2 separate regions of the Mus musculus genome follow, and region 1 is linked to region 2. A link is a contact called in public HiChIP or PLAC-seq data. All regions are on one chromosome and are shown on one strand. Each heading gives the region's core, a stretch centred on a gene start, on an enhancer-like site or on the middle of the called end of the contact. The rest is flanking DNA. Distances are from core to core; before and after follow the strand shown.

Evidence for each region. HiChIP or PLAC-seq counts read pairs in DNA pulled down with a chosen protein or histone mark.
Region 1: a contact with region 2 is called in an H3K27ac HiChIP or PLAC-seq map of embryonic stem cells, with 5 times the contacts expected there. The contact joins two enhancer-like sites. A contact is called at or near these places in 1 of 39 promoter capture datasets (cranial neural crest), 2 of 115 datasets of contacts at active chromatin or transcription factors (both in embryonic stem cells) and 1 of 9 other capture datasets (embryonic tail).

What each region holds. Positions count from the first base shown.
Region 1 is chr6:85,028,295-85,031,287 of GRCm38.p6, reverse strand. The region is part of intron 1 of Exoc6b (exocyst complex component 6B); the gene reads left to right. Among named protein-coding and RNA genes, the nearest start is that of Exoc6b, 40 kb to the left of the region's middle. Within about 2 kb of position 1,362, at least 25 of the 459 cell types and tissues checked have an H3K27ac peak or open chromatin away from gene starts, as enhancers often do. A contact at or near this core is called in embryonic stem cells, where this site is marked.
Region 2 is chr6:84,051,777-84,054,773 of GRCm38.p6, reverse strand. All of the region lies in intron 3 of Dysf (dysferlin), which reads right to left. Among named protein-coding and RNA genes, the nearest start is that of Dysf, 34 kb to the right of the region's middle. Within about 2 kb of position 1,398, at least 27 of the 459 cell types and tissues checked have an H3K27ac peak or open chromatin away from gene starts, as enhancers often do. A contact at or near this core is called in embryonic stem cells, where this site is marked.

The DNA.
Region 1 (2,993 bases), core at 113-2,612, 980 kb before region 2:
TCTCCACCTGTGCTTGCTTTTTCTTTTAAGATTTTTTAACTTTTTTTATTATTTGTTTTTAGTAACACTACACATTTCTGACAGATGCTTTGTACTGCTCGTTTTTAATTCATATTGGTGTAATGCCTAAGTGGATACATAGATTTTAGTACTAATTTCCATACAAGATTGTATTTAGTATTAATTGTAGTTTCTGGTATATTCCTTCATTAATTACAATATAGGCTTCCTCAAAGGGAAACATTTTAAACTTCATTTTGTTTTTAGTAAATACATTTCAAATGAAACATATCATTGGAAATTGTCTAGACTATGTAGCATTTCTAATATGCTAAATTTTTGAGAAAAAAATTCTATTTACTTTCCTGAGGCCACTGATTATTTTATTTAATTATTTAATAATCATATTTCTCTTTTTAAAAGTTTATTTTTTCCATTTTGGTGCAACTTAAAACTATTACCTGTCATTAGTTGAATAGTCAAGTTACTCCATTCATTGAAGACCTAGAATGAGACAGTGCCATTTCATAGCTTTTAGATGGTCCTAAATGTGAACTTTGGGAAGTAATACATTCTTGACCCTTTATAGTCTATTAGTTCCTGTATTGAACTAATCACAGCTTTGGTGACCTAAGCTTTTTCAGAGAGATCTCTCTTACCATGTTAAGCTTCATGAAAAAAAATAGCGTTATTGAAGTAGTATTTCCTAAATTTTTATTTTTCAATGTTATTATTTGAGTTTTGTTAGAATTTAGTCTGTTCAGTTTTATTTAGGTTATTTTTAAGACCTTTCTTGACCTAAATTCATACAGATAATTGTTCCTCAGGTATGATTGTCTTTCACAGTTTTGGGAATAAAATCATAGTTTTGTATCATTTATATAGTTGATCATATATTTAATTTCTTCATTCAGATATTAAGACAAATTATTGAATAGGGTGAATACTGAAGTGCCTCTGTATAGAGTTAATCACAAAACTCTTCTAAAACTGGGACCATGACCACTAGCCTAACCTGAACTTGGAACAAAAGGGGTCATCTAGGAAGGCCATGCACTATGGCAGTGTTGGGAATGTCTTACAGTCAAAGGGTCTGGATGTTGACATTTGAAAAATATTTCTTGGTGGAGCATCTGTGACCTCAAAAATTATGAATTGTCTTAAAATTTCTTTCTAAGGGAAAGACCATATGAGGGGGTAAACAAAATATTTTGTTTATAATTTGCTGTAAAGATGATTTATTACAGTTTAATATTAAACAGCTCTGTAGGCTCAAAATTTATCTCACTTGGTTCTAACTGGTGTTTCTCTCTGACACATGGTGTGAATCAACTGTCCTTCCAACTTGAAAGAGCAGAGAGTTCACTGACGCAATCCTTTGTTCTAGGGGAATTGTTTCCATTGTGCCTTCAAAAGGGAGGGACATGAAAAGCCTTGGCTCATGACAAGTTCTTTCCAAGTTAGACACAGTTGGGGGCTGAACACTGGCCTGAGGAAGTGAGGTCTATTTCCTCAACTTTCTTAAAGGTTAACATTAACCTTTTCATATCTCTTTTTAAAGACTACACATCAGAAACTTTCCATTCATGTGTTCCTATTTCCAGGGCTCTTCCTTAGATCCTAGAAGTTGCTTGGATTTCTTTCCTTCTCCATAGCAAATCTGCTTTTGAGAAGATCGAATGACAAAGATTATTGTCCTGAAAGGTCTTAAGAGACTAGAATAATTGACCGTGATTGTAAAAGCTTGTAAATCATACGGTCAAAATAATAGTTGAATGCATGCAGCAATAGATAAAGACATTAGAAGATTTGGTGTGAGCATAGGTGCCATGCACAGGGTATGACTGTGAATAAGCATGTCATTAGGTTGTTTTTAGTAGAAGCCAAGGAACTGGAGAGGGATGTTAAATTCCTAGTTTGACTGTGTTTGCTTTAGAATGTGCTAGTATTAAGCCAGGCCGTGGTGGCGCATGCCTTTAATCCTAGAACTGGGGAGGCAGAGGCAGGCAGATCTCTGAGTTTGAGGCCAGCCTGGTTTACAGAGCAAGTTCCAGGACAGCCAGGGCTACATAGAAGCTATCCCCACCCCAACCTCCTGGAAACAGAGACAGACTTTGCTATATTATAGGATGTATTGTGCCCCTGATACTGCTGACAGTGCTTCATTTGTAGTTCCTTTTTTTGTGTGTGCACGCTGCTGAATGAAGTAGTAGCTATTTTTAATCTGCATTTCCCTGAGCTGGAATTTGAATTATATAAAAACTAGCCATGGTCACCAGCTAATAAGTTGTAGAGTCAAGACTTGAATCTAAGAAGTCTGGCTTTGTAGCTTGTACTATTGAACACGGCCTCATGGACTGTTTGTTATGTTTTAAGAACAGACCCTACTGAAACTTGCCCTGAGAATGGAAACTTGCATTGAAGTGTACTTATATGTTGGGTATTGGAATAATTTTTGAGGGTTGCTAGGGAAGAGAGGGACCAGGACCTAGTCTTTGTATTTTTTTTTTTTTTGAGGGTAAAAATAAGATAAATGATAAAAATTTTAAGAAAGCAAATTTTGGCTTTAAGAACTTTGCAGTTGGTCTTGCTCTGGGACTGACTGCCGTGAGTGAGCGAGCTGACTAGATGTGGCAGCATAGGCTGGACTAATAGCTGATGAAGAGATCTGGAGAAACTTGTCATGCTGTGAAATTAGATTGTATCGCCTCTGTGATTTCCTCTTTTTCTATAGGTGGCCGTACTAAACAGAAGCCATTAAAATCATTATTCTTTGGGTTGTCCTCAAAGAAGAAAAAAAGGGGCGGGGGGAGGCTGATTTGATATTTAATGGAAATGTGTGCTGGTCTAAACCATGAAAGTTAAAAACATTTTTTTTTTAATTTAATTCACTACCATCCCTCAAATGTGTGTTTTTTTTTTCTTTTTTCTTTTTGAGACAGACTCTCTCATTATGTAGCCCTGGTAGTTTTGAATTTGTGATCTTCCTGCTT
Region 2 (2,997 bases), core at 149-2,648:
GTTTGGCTTTTTTTTTTTTTTTTTTTTTTTTTTTTTTTGAGACAGGGTCTTACTGCATAACCCTGTAGACCAAGCTGGCCTCGAACTCACAGAGATCCTACTGCTTCTCCCTCCCAAGTTCCGGGATTAAAGGAGTGCATTGCCACACATAGCTTAGCATTTATTTCTTTAAAGAAAGAATAAAGGGAGGTTATTATAGGATTTTTAAGTCCCACAAAGGTCCAGACGTCTAGACTGTGGGTTTCTCTGTTCCCTGGCACCTACAGGAAGCTTTGCGCTATGGCTTCCTAAACAGGGGCTCTTGTTAGGTGTAACCTAAGGACCATCACGGGAATAGCGCTTGTCCCCAGCATTGTGACCAGAGTGTCCTCAGAGCAAGATTCTCTGTGACATAAGAAATCAGAGTCACTCTGTCCTTTACGGGAATCCTTGGCAGCAGACCAGAGTGATCTGACCAAGCAACCTGCCCCAGCGAGCCTGCAGATGTGGACAGTGTCTATCTACAGTTGAGGCTTCTGGCCTTGGCAGCAAAAAGGCCAGGCCCAGCAGCAGTCAGGTAGCAACAAACAGCAGTCTAGCTCCATAGCTCCGTGTGGCTGAAGCTGGTCTTAGGAGCCGTGGCCAGAGGCCCAGGGTAAAGGTGGACCACCTGAGCCTGGCTTGCTGGCAAAGTCCTCCCAGACAGCAGGGAGAATTCCAGGAAGTGGGGTGGTGAACAATGGCAGGAAATGCAGAAGGAAATGCCGGCTCCACCTCTGCCAGCCCTAGCCCTTCCGGCTGCCCCCAGAGCTGCCTAGGAGTGACTGCTATTTCCTCCCTGATACCCCCTTGGGGGCCATCAAATGTACCCCCTGAGGAACAGGGACTAGTCTCTCCAAGGTACCAGGTTGTCCTATATCCTGAGGAAGAAGGGCTGGAGGCCACCTGTCCAAAGACCCAAGTGGGAGGCTGTGGTGACGAGTCAAAGAGACAGAGCCTCCCATCTGCACGAGTGATGTAAAAGCATAGCCCAGCGGGAAGGGGCAAGTTGCAGAGACTTATGGAGGTTAATGAGGTCTGAGGCTCCATCACAGGTTGTGGAGAAAACCACAAATTCATCCATTTCAATCTGTAAAGGAAATAGGACATTAAAGCCCCTCCCCAAATTCCATTTCCCTGTAACTTTATTCAAGGGACCCAATCTTGAAAGCCCAAACCCTGGTCTGTCCCATCTGAAGACAGACACCGAAATAAAAGCTCTAGGGCCAGGTGTCTGCTAAGCAAGGTTCTATGGGCACCAATCGGTGGTCTGACAGGTGCCCTGTGGCATCAACAAGACTCCAGTGAGTCAAGGAGGGACCTGGAACCCTGCAAGGGCCAAGGCTGTGGAAGCCAGCAGGGTGTGGCAGAGCCTACCTAGTCAGTAGCACCAGAAGCGGCCCTGTGGGCCTGGCCCCACCTTTACAGCACAGGCCCTCCAGCCTTCCCTCTCTGGCCAGTTCTCTTAGCTTCATTGTTTCAGAAACACTGTTACATGGGAGTAGAAGTGTGGGGGCTGAAAGAGGCTCGGCCATCCCAGAGAAAGAGAAGGCAAGATGGGCATGGGGAAGGAGAGCAGCTGAGATTTGACAGACACACATCTCCCCCAGGAAGAAAGAGTTTATTCCCTAATTCACCCATGAGTGTCAGTGCCCTGTCAGACAGATGCCGAGTGGGAGCCTCCAAGCTGGGTTTGAGCAGTGTGTGTGAAGGCGAAGGGGGGGGGGGGGGGGGCGGGGGCTAAGTTTATGCTAATGAAATGTGAAAAAATGGAAACAATGTTGTTTAAAAACATTGAGTCTTACTGATTCACTGTTTGTAAGAACAAAGCACAAAAGCAACCCAGCAGTCCACCACCCGAGACTGCTAAACTGCATAGATACAGCACAGCACATCTGTGCTATGAAATTCTGCCACAAAATAATATAATTCTACAGAAAGTTCTCAAGACTTGGTCAAGCGCTAAAACAACCATAAAGGATTATATCATACTATCTACTGCCTAAGAAAAGGGAAGCTCACGGCTATCTTGGTGATTAAACACTAAAAGCTCTGGAATCATCTATGCCAAGCCAAGACCATTGGAATGAAAAATCAGGGCTGCTTTTTTTGGAGAGCCATATGGAGGTTCCTCAAGAAACTAAAACCAGATCTGCCGTAGGACCCAGGCATGTCATGTTTCCAGGTATATATCCCCAAAAAAAATAGCAGCGTGTAAAAGACACACTTGCCTGTTCTTGTTAACAACAGCTAAGCATGCAATCCACCTAGGTACCTACCCATAGGTGAATGCATAATTAAATGTGAGATATATATATATATACATTCTGGAGTGTTAGGTTATATTAATGAAATGTTATTCAGCCATGAAGATTAATATTCTATCATGGCACCAAACAGATACACCTAGGGAATACTATGTTAAATGAAACAGATGCAGACAAATCATGAATACTCCCTTTCATATGTGGGTGCTCAGCCATCGTGGTGGGAGGCTGGGGAGATGACTCATCAGCTAAGAACCCTTGCTGATTCTGCAGAGGACCTGGGTTCGGTTTCTAAGCACCACATGATGGTTAACAATTTCTCATAGCTCCAGTTCCAGGCGCTGTGGCACCCTCTTTTTGTCTCCATAGGCTTTGTATACAGGTAGTGTGAGTGTGTGTGTGTGTGTGTGTGTGTGTGTGTGTGTGTGTGTGTATGCGGCACACGCATGTACACACACATACATCTAAAATAATCTTTTAAATTGATTGTGAAGATAGGCTCAGAGGGCAACATGCTAGTAGCCCTAAGTTTGATCCCTAGCACCACAGAAACTAATATGGTGGTACAGACCTGTAATCCCATCACTTGGGAGGTACGTGCAGGGGATTTGGAGTTCAAGGTCATCTTTGGAAAAAAAGAGACCGGAATGTATAAGAGTGATTACTAGTAGTTTGATTGGGGAGGGGGGGCAGTAGTGGCAGGCTGGATAGC